2 separate regions of the Sus scrofa genome follow, and region 1 is linked to region 2. A link is a contact called in public Hi-C data. All regions are on one chromosome and are shown on one strand. Each heading gives the region's core, a stretch centred on a gene start, on an enhancer-like site or on the middle of the called end of the contact. The rest is flanking DNA. Distances are from core to core; before and after follow the strand shown.

The links. Hi-C and Micro-C count contacts between places; a contact is called where the count stands out from the background.
Region 1: a contact with region 2 is called in a Hi-C map of liver, with 7 times the contacts expected there. The contact joins two enhancer-like sites. A contact is called at or near these places in 2 of 5 promoter capture datasets (fetal liver and fetal skeletal muscle) and 3 of 47 Hi-C or Micro-C datasets (blood and liver).

What each region holds. Positions count from the first base shown.
Region 1 is chr10:65,345,979-65,350,314 of Sscrofa11.1, reverse strand. All of the region lies in intron 3 of LOC106505208, which reads left to right. Among named protein-coding and RNA genes, the nearest start is that of CALML5, 58 kb to the left of the region's middle. Within about 2 kb of position 1,479, at least 17 of the 83 cell types and tissues checked have an H3K27ac peak or open chromatin away from gene starts, as enhancers often do. A contact at or near this core is called in fetal liver and liver, where this site is marked.
Region 2 is chr10:64,730,840-64,735,290 of Sscrofa11.1, reverse strand. No RefSeq gene overlaps it. Among named protein-coding and RNA genes, the nearest start is that of PFKFB3, 130 kb to the left of the region's middle. Within about 2 kb of position 2,495, at least 23 of the 83 cell types and tissues checked have an H3K27ac peak or open chromatin away from gene starts, as enhancers often do. A contact at or near this core is called in fetal liver and liver, where this site is marked.

The sequences.
Region 1 (4,336 bases), core at 230-2,729, 620 kb before region 2:
CTGTACAGCAGAAATTGGCACAGCATTGTAAGTTAACCATAATTTAAAATTTTTCTAAAAGGCAAATCTTCTCCAAAGACAGAAAGTGGTGGGGTGAGTGAACATCTAGAGAGGAAACGGGCATCTGCCACCCGCTCCCCTTTGGCCTGGGCTGGTATTGCTTCTGTGTGCCCCGTTGTCACTAAGGGACAGCCCCCCCCCAACACCTCTGCTCTCAGTCAGAACAAGGGGCCTTGGGGCTCTTGCCTCCATCTGGCCTGGGAGGGGCCGTGGGGCATCTCGGGTTGCCAGCTGTGTGATCTGGACAAGCCGCTCAACCTCTCTGGACCACAGGGTGGGGGCTCTGCAGGTGGAGGGCTGTGCCCCGAGCCCATCACTCCAGATAAAGTTCTATTTACCAAGAAGGACGTGGCTCCCACGTCACGCATTTACACAAACGTGTGTTCGTGTCTGTGGGTGGCCTACGTGTGGTCAGGAACGTGCACGGTCCAGCGTGGACACTCTGACCAATCACTGCCTGGGCCCCGGGCCAGGTGCCTCCGGGACGAAGGCCCAGGTCCTTGTTGGTGGGGACCCTGCACTCCCGAGCCACAGCCCCTGGTTCTCATGGGCGGTGCAGCTCGGGTGGCCGGGCTGGAGGGGAGAATTCTTGCAGTCATCTCATGTGCTCTGTGCACAGGGTTCGGGTCTCCTTCAGGTGGGTGAAGGAGCCAAAGTTACTGATGAATTTATTTCGCTACGTGCGATCTTTATTCCCGCAATGTGTTGCCTGCTTGCTGTGTCTGGGGTTTGGGAAGCAGAGGACAAGGAAATCCAGCTGAGGCGTGGTCAGGGCCAAGGTCCCGCCAGGCCTGTGGGATGGGGGAGTGGAGGATAAGTGCCCTCCTGCCCGCACCCCCGAGGAGGTGGGCACACCTGCTCCCACCGGGGTCAGGAAACCCTTCCGCTGGAGCAAAGCGGCCTGAACATGAGATTCTGGGTGGGGGCGGGGGCAGGAATGGGGAGTGACCACCAAGCTGAATGTGGCTGCATCTGTGTCCTTTTTCTCCCGCCCTGGGCCGTGGACTTGGTAAGGGCAAGGCTGCCTGGGGGCCTCCCCAGGGCGGGGCTCACCTGGCCGCATGCTCAGAGCGTGCACAGTGCCTCGAGGGCCCCAGGCTAGAGGGGCCCTGTTAGCCCTCTCCCCCTCCCTGTCACGGCCACCTTTGCACTTTGCCGGCCTCTGAACCAGAGTCAGCACAACTTAGGCTGGGTGAGCCGGGCCTGGGGAGGAACAGGAAGGCGAAGGCTTGGCCCCTTCGCAGCCCTGATGCCAGGGAGGGTGGCGCTGGCCTCCCTGCCGGGTGGGTTCACAGGCTTTTCCGCCCACAAAATACAAACTGGTCACTTCGGCTGCGCCCGCCTGCTTAGCTGTGTGAAGAGCCCAAAGTTCAGAGAGATAAAGGCGTTGCCAAGTTCAAGGGGATGACGGATGACGGGACCTCTGAGTCACGCGGCGCCTAACAAACCTTGTTTCAACAAGGACGGAGCGGGAGGCCAGGCCTCCGACACAAGTGAGACGTGGGAAGAGGGAACCGGTGCCGGGCAAGTGGCTCGTTTAAAAGGCAGGGGGTCAACTGCGCCGACAGGACCTGGCCCCTCCTGGTCAGGATCTCAAGCTCCGTCTGAGACGCTGCCACGTGGGTCTGTACTTGGCAGAGACCAGGAGGGGAGGGCTTGGGGCCAGTGGGCGCAGGTGTTTAAGTCTGCGTGCTTGGTTCTCCCGGGTGGGGGGATGGGGAGTTCATGTGCTCATTCACCTGCCTGGACCTGCCGGGCTAAGGGTTTCCTGTGCAGAAGAGTCTGGGAGGGGGTAGGACTGGAGCCCCAGGGACCTCTGGCCACCGCTCTTGCTGGGCGCGTCACATTCATTGTCCCCCTGAGCGGACGGCCTGGCTGAGGCCGCCAGGGAAGGCTACTCTGAACCAGCCTCCAGCTCGGCGTAAGGGACCGACGAGGACTTTGGAGAAGACAGGGGTGCTCAGAGGTTGTGAGGACGTCACCTGCCTGGGAGAGAGTCCGGGGCTCTGACGCTGCCGGGACAGCAGTGCCCAGCACTTAGAATGTTCCAGGCACCGGCACAGCGCACCCCTCAGGCCCCTCACGGCCCTGCGAGGCCAGACCTGCTGCCATGCGCGTCACAGGAGGAGGTGGAGGCAGGGGACAGGCTCGCCCAAGGCCGCAGTGGCCGGTTAGGCTCTTGCCTGTCATGCCCCTGTGCCTCTCACCAGAGGCCAGCGTGTCAATGACTGACACGGATCAGCGTGCCCACCCCACCATGAGCTCGCCAGTGCCCGCTCTTCCTCAGATGTCGTCACCGTCCTGTGACCATGACAAGGGTGAAGAGACCCTCAGGTGAGACCAGACCCACCGCCCACTGCCGCACACTTCCTCCTGGTGCCAGGCCTGGCCCGCACCCCCGTGCCAGACTGGCGGGATGGTGTCCCTTCTCCACACCTGCCCTGGCACAGGCCTCCCCTGCCTCTTGAAAAGCCTCCTCCCAGCCTGTGCTTCCGAGAGGCCAGGGTGGCCGTGGCGGGGAGCTGGGCTCGCCTCCGATCCGGCGGCTTTGGGAGCAGAGGCTTTGTTTCCTCGTTTCTAAACTCCGCGCCGCGGGATTAGCCCAGCGAGCGCGTGTGAAGCAGCGGCGCCCTGGGTCAGTGTGAGGCTCACTCCCCGCTCCTGGCCACATGGCCGTGGCCTCTGTCCCCTCACAGGGACCCCCCCGAGGGCAGGGATTGTCTCTCATCCCCCAGCGCCCAGCCACAGAGGCGATTCTCAGTGCATGGTGACTCCTGGGCTGGAAGGCTCTCCAGGTGAGCGAGGTGGCAGTGACCCTATGAGAAGATATTCCTTCCTAATGACCTGAGCCGGAGCAGGTCTGCTGCCCGCCTCCTCGGTGCCCGCACACTCCCAGGACACACCTGTGCCCACACACAGGCCCCGGCTCGTCCCTCCTGAGCCGTCCTCCACCTGTGCACACGCACGTACCCGGAGAGGCCTCTGTCCCCAGGGGCGTGGACCCCTCTCCCAGATAAGGGCCCACCAAAGACCCCCGGCCCCTCTTCCCGCAGAAACCTGAGCCCCCTGCACAAGCGTACACACGCACCTGCACACGCCCCACCACCTCTGCCTTGGTCTCTGACGTCTGCTCTCCTCCTGGTCTCTCTGTCAACACACAGGCACATTCACTCATGCACACACACACGTGCACATGCCTGCACACGCACACACACACGCCTACTGCTTGCTCTAGAGTATCTCCACGCAGGCTCAGCGTGTACATACGAACCAAGAAAGCCGACCTGCGTGACACACACTGCGTATACGGAAACCCCGACTTAACAAAAATGACAGGAAGCCAGGCCTTATGAAGGCCTCAGGACCTCGTGACCAGGGGGCGGTGGGTGCCCTCTGCATTGCTGTCACTCCCTCAGCCCGGGGCCCCTTCCTCAGCAGCAGACCCCCCAACTTCAAAGGTTTCAAAGGCTCCACAGCTCGGGTAGGATTTACGAATGAACACACAGGAGACAGCCCGCCAGCCCCTACCCTGCGCCCTCCCAGGACGTGCAGAAATCCTCAGAGGGGACAGCTCCTGGGGACACTCGCAGGGACCAGCCCCCCACGGGACAAAGCCCCTGGGGCTGCAGGAAGGCTGCCCCCTGATGCGGCTGCAGGGGAGCAGCTGGGGCGGGGGCTGGGCACAGAGCAAAGGCAGGGCAGGGCCGCGTCTCTCCAGGTCTTCCAAGGGCGAAGCCCCTCGGACTCCCCAGGGGGTCCTCGTGGGGGTGTCTTACCAACCCTGACCTGGGTCTCACGTTGCTGGCACGGGCCAGTCGGAGGTCCAGGTGCTGAGGATGCTGGGGAACCCCCCAAGGGGACCCCCTCCCTCCCAGGCCTTGATTTCATCCGATTTTTATTTTCTGCTTCACCGTCTGTCTTTTGAGTCTCATGTTCCCATACCTGGGAAAGGAGGGGGAAAGAGTCCCAAAAGAGGAAGAGAGAAGTGGGGGGACATGTGTAGAAAGAAAGGGACCCTCGGGTGCAGGCGGGCGGGCCTCTGCCCCAGCAGACGCTTGGGGACAGCTGTCAGAAGGGCGCAGCGGGCGCCGTGGTGGGTGCTGGCTGCCCGGAGCAGGCGGGACCCGCTGTGGACATTTGGAGCAAGTTTCTCCTGAACAGTGGACTGGGCCCGACCCTTGGGCCTCCCCTCAACTCCTTGACCCCTGGAGGCCAGTCCAGAGCCTCAGCTCTTTTCTGTCCCTCTTTTGTGCACCCTGGTTGCCTTGGCAATGGC
Region 2 (4,451 bases), core at 1,246-3,745:
TGTGCTCATCACCCAGCTTCCCCACAGGGTAGCATTTCTTCTAAGTTAATACAATGTTGCCACCTGCACACTGTCACTGGTTCACAGAGAATCATGGGCACTTCCCCTGTTTTATATGCATTTGAGTGTCTGTGTGAATAGTTCTATACAGTGTTGCCACATGTGAGAACTCTTGTAACTCCCACTCAAATCAATATACAGACTGATTCGGGCACTGCCAGGCTCCCGCAAGCTGTGCTGCCCTCCATGGCCTCATCCCCCCTCCCCAACCCATCCCTAACCCTCGGCCACCACTAACCCCTCTCCATCTCTGCAAGGTTATTTCAAGCCTGCTCCATCAATGGGCTCTCACAGTGTGTTACCTTCTGGTGGACTTTTTCCACTCGGCATAATTCCTTTGAGGTCCATGGAGTTGTTGATTTATGTATGTTGATGTATCACTAGTATTGTATTACAAGTACTAGTATGTGTAACGAGCACCAGTAGTAATACTAGTACTGCATTACATGTAGTAAGAGTGCATTCCTTTCTGCTGAGGAGTGGAATTCTACCTTGAGCTGGTGCCACAGTTTGACAGTTGGTTTATGCGCCAAAGGACATTAGTGGTGCTTCTTGTTTTTGGCTATTATGAATACAGCTGCTATCTGCATAGGGATATTTTTTTTCTTTTTATGTCCACACCCACGGCATGTGGAAGTTCCCAGGCTAGGGGTCTAATCAGAGCTTCGGCTGCCGGCCTGCACCACAGCCCCAGCAATGCCAGATCTGAGCTGCATCTGTGACCTGTGCCACAGCTCACAGCAACACTGGGTCCTTAACGTATGGAGTGAGGCCAGGGATTGAACCCTCATCCTCAGGGACACTATGGTCAGGTTCTTAATCCACTGAACCACAATAGGAACTCCTGCATAGTAATTTTAAAGCTAAAAAAGGGAGTTTCTGTTGTGGCTCAGTGGTTAACGAACCCGACTAGTATTCACGAGGATGCGGGTTCGATCCCTGGCCTCGCTCAGTGGGTTTAAGGATCTGGCCTTGCTGTGAGCTGTGGTGTAGGTCGAAGAAAGGCTCAGATCTGGTGTTGCTGTGGCTGTGGTGTAGGCTGGCGGCTACAGCTCCTATTGGACCCCTAGCCTGGGAACCTCCATATGCCGCAGGTGTGGCCCTAAAAAGACAAAAGACAAAACAACAACAGCAACAATAAGAAAAAGCTAAAAAAAAGATACCAACCACTTGACCAAAGATTTGCTGAGGACAGGCTGTGTTGGTACACACTTTGCTTCCCTATTACTTGGCAGGTTTGCACGAAGATACCCAAGAAATGTTTCTGCAGTGAGTAGGTAGGTGTGTAGGAGCCGTTTTAAGGGGTCGGGTTGTGGTTAAAATAAAAGATCTAGACTCAGACAGACTAGAGCGTGGGGCCTGACTCTGTCACCCCTTCACTGGCTGACCTAACACAGGCCTCTGTGTTTAAACTGTACAATGGGATAATAACAGGACAGCTCTGGAGAGAATTATATGAAGAAATGCATGGAGCTCCTAGTGCTTTCTCTGTTATACAGTAATTGCCTAATAAACATCCGTTGTGATCATTATTATTTGTCAGTCGATCACGGATTTCTGTAAGATTGTAACACAATAGCCCATAACCTATTTTTAGTTTTATTCTGAAATGCTTTTATCCTTCAAATGAAGACATAGCATTGTACAGCCTATATTTAAGCACATTTAAATCTTGTACTCAAATATATGCAATGTTTAAAAATCTTAAATTCCCTTTTTTTTTTTTGTCTTTTTGTCTTTTTAGGGCTGCCCCTGTGGCATATGGAGGTTCCCAGGCTAGGGGACCAATCAGAGCTGTAGCCACCAGCCCAGCCACAGCCACAGCAACACCAGATCTGAGCCTTTCTTCGACCTACACCACAGCTCACAGCAACCCTGGATCCTTAACCCACCGATCGAGGCCAGGGATCGAACCTGCAACCTCATGGTTCCTAGTTGGATTCTCGAGGCCAGGGATCGAACCTGCAACCTCATGGTTCCTAGTTGGATTCGTTCTGACTGCGCCACAATGGGACTTCTTAAATTCCTTCCTTTTAAAACGGCAATTTTTGCTTAACATCATAATATCATCTTAGGAATGTTAACGGTCAAATATCTAACAGGCATTTGCATATTTGTAGAAATTTGGAAGGTTCCAAATGTTCATCCTGTGCAGCCGTCCAGGGTTTTTATCGGCCCTGGAAAGTGGCATCGGCTTCTGTAAATGTGGGCTGAGCAGACTGGATTTTTGCTTTTCCATCACGCTAGGAATTCCTCGGAATACACAGCAGGTGCTTTGGTTCTTTTCTTCCTTTCTTCTGGGGAAATCTGGCTGCTGTGTCAGCACCCAAGGGCCGAGGAGCTTCCCCCTCTGGCCTGCCTGTGCTCGCAGTCTGTGTGCGGGGGGTCACGTTCAGGGGGAGTGTCCCGCCTGTGACCTCCTGGAATGTCAGCAGAGTCCTGAGTCATGCAGAGCCTCCAGCCAGACGGTCAGAGGCAGTGATTAGAGACTAACCATTAACCAGCTATGGGGGCGGGAACGATTTCCAGCTGTTTGACAAAGGCCCGTGATATTTACTGTCACCTAAGTGACACCAGGGTCCACGGGCATTGACTTACCAAGGTCCGTCTGCAAGGGCGGCCTTGTGCCTGGCAATGTCGGGCTTGTAAAGATGACCTAGACCTTGTGTTGGACCCTGGCAGCATGTCTGGGCTTTGCAGGTGGGTAGAATAGGCAGACAGGGTGGGGGGGGAACAAAGGCTTCCAGAACTTTCCACTGGGTCCACATCACACACTAGCCATGCCTGATGGGTTACCTTCCTGCTGTGCCGTCTTTGCTGCCTCTTTTACCTAAAGTGACCTTCTTTGGAGAAATCCTACCATCTCTCCACGCCCAGTTCCAGTGTGGCTTCCTCTTAACACCTTCCTTCCCTCTGCCAGACTGAATTCTTTATTTTTTTCCCCCTCTGTGGTAACAACCCTTTATTTTATGTAAAGCATATCATTGTATTTTTATTTCTTTTTATGCTTTATGAAGGTGTAATTGACAAATACAATTCTACACATGTATGCTTTTTTTTTTTTTTTTTTTTTTTTAAGGGCTACAGGTGTAGCATATGGAAGTTCCCAGGCTGGGGTTGAATCGGAGCTGCAGCTACCAGCCTACACCACAGCCGCAGCAACACAGGATCTGAGCCACGTCTGTGACCTACACCACAGCTCATGGCAACGCCAGATCCTAAATCCACTGAGAGGGGCCGGGGATTGAACCCAAACCCTCCTGGCTACTAGTCAAGTTGGTTTCTACTGAGCCACAACCGGAACTCCTGTGTTCTACGTATTTAGAGTGCAGTATGATGAATGGACATGCTTATACTTTGCGAAATGATCAGCACATTCAGGCGGATGAATAATACCTTCACCACGTCACCTTGTGGCCTTTTTTGGTTCCGTGGTGAGAATGGTCAAGGTGGACTCCTGGCAGATGTCAAGTACATGATAGTGTCGTTAACTCTAGTTGCCTTGAGGTACATTAGGTCCTCGGGGCTCCTTCCTCTTATGACTGAGCCTTGTATCTTTAACCAACATCTATCTCCCCAACTCCATAGGCCCCCGTTACCACCCGTCTACTTTCTATTTCCATGAGTTTGGCTTTTTGTTGTTGTTGTTTAACTTCCACGTATAAATGAGACCACGCAGCATTTGTCTTTGGCTGATTTCAGTTGGCATAAGGTACCGCAGTTTCATCCATGTGGTTGCAAATGGCAGGATTTCTTTTTACTTTAAATTCTGTGTTTTATTGCTTTGGCTACAAGTTATTAACGAAAGGGATGTTGCCTATAGCTTAAGGTACCCATAATGGGCCACCTCCAGGGCCTCTGCCTCCCACGCCTGACTGTTAGTTAAGCTAAAATACCTTCGTTTTTAGCTTTCAAGAAATGAGAAGAAATCCTCCTATACGCAATACTCACTTTTTTTTTTTTTTTTTTTTTTTTTGCCTTTTCTAGGGCTGCTCCCGCGGCAGATGGAGGTTCCCAGGCTAGGGGTCAAATCGGAGCTGTAGCCACTGGCTACACCAGAGCCACAGCAACGTGGGATCCAAGCCTTGTCTTTGACCTACACCACAGCTCACGGCAACGCCGGATCCTTAACCCACTGAGCGAGGCCAGGGATTGAATCTGCATCCTCATGGATACTAGTTGGCTTCGTTACCACTGAGCCGCAACAGGAGCTCTCTGAGACATGCACTTCTAATGGGTTACATTACTGTGGACTGGATGCCTCTCTTCTCTGATGACAAGATAACACATGAATCCCTTTGGAACTCATATCGTTACTGGGTCCCAGCTTGTCCTGCTCGCTGCATGACAGGCCAGTAAATTGAAAGATGGGCTGTTGGGGCAGGAAATAG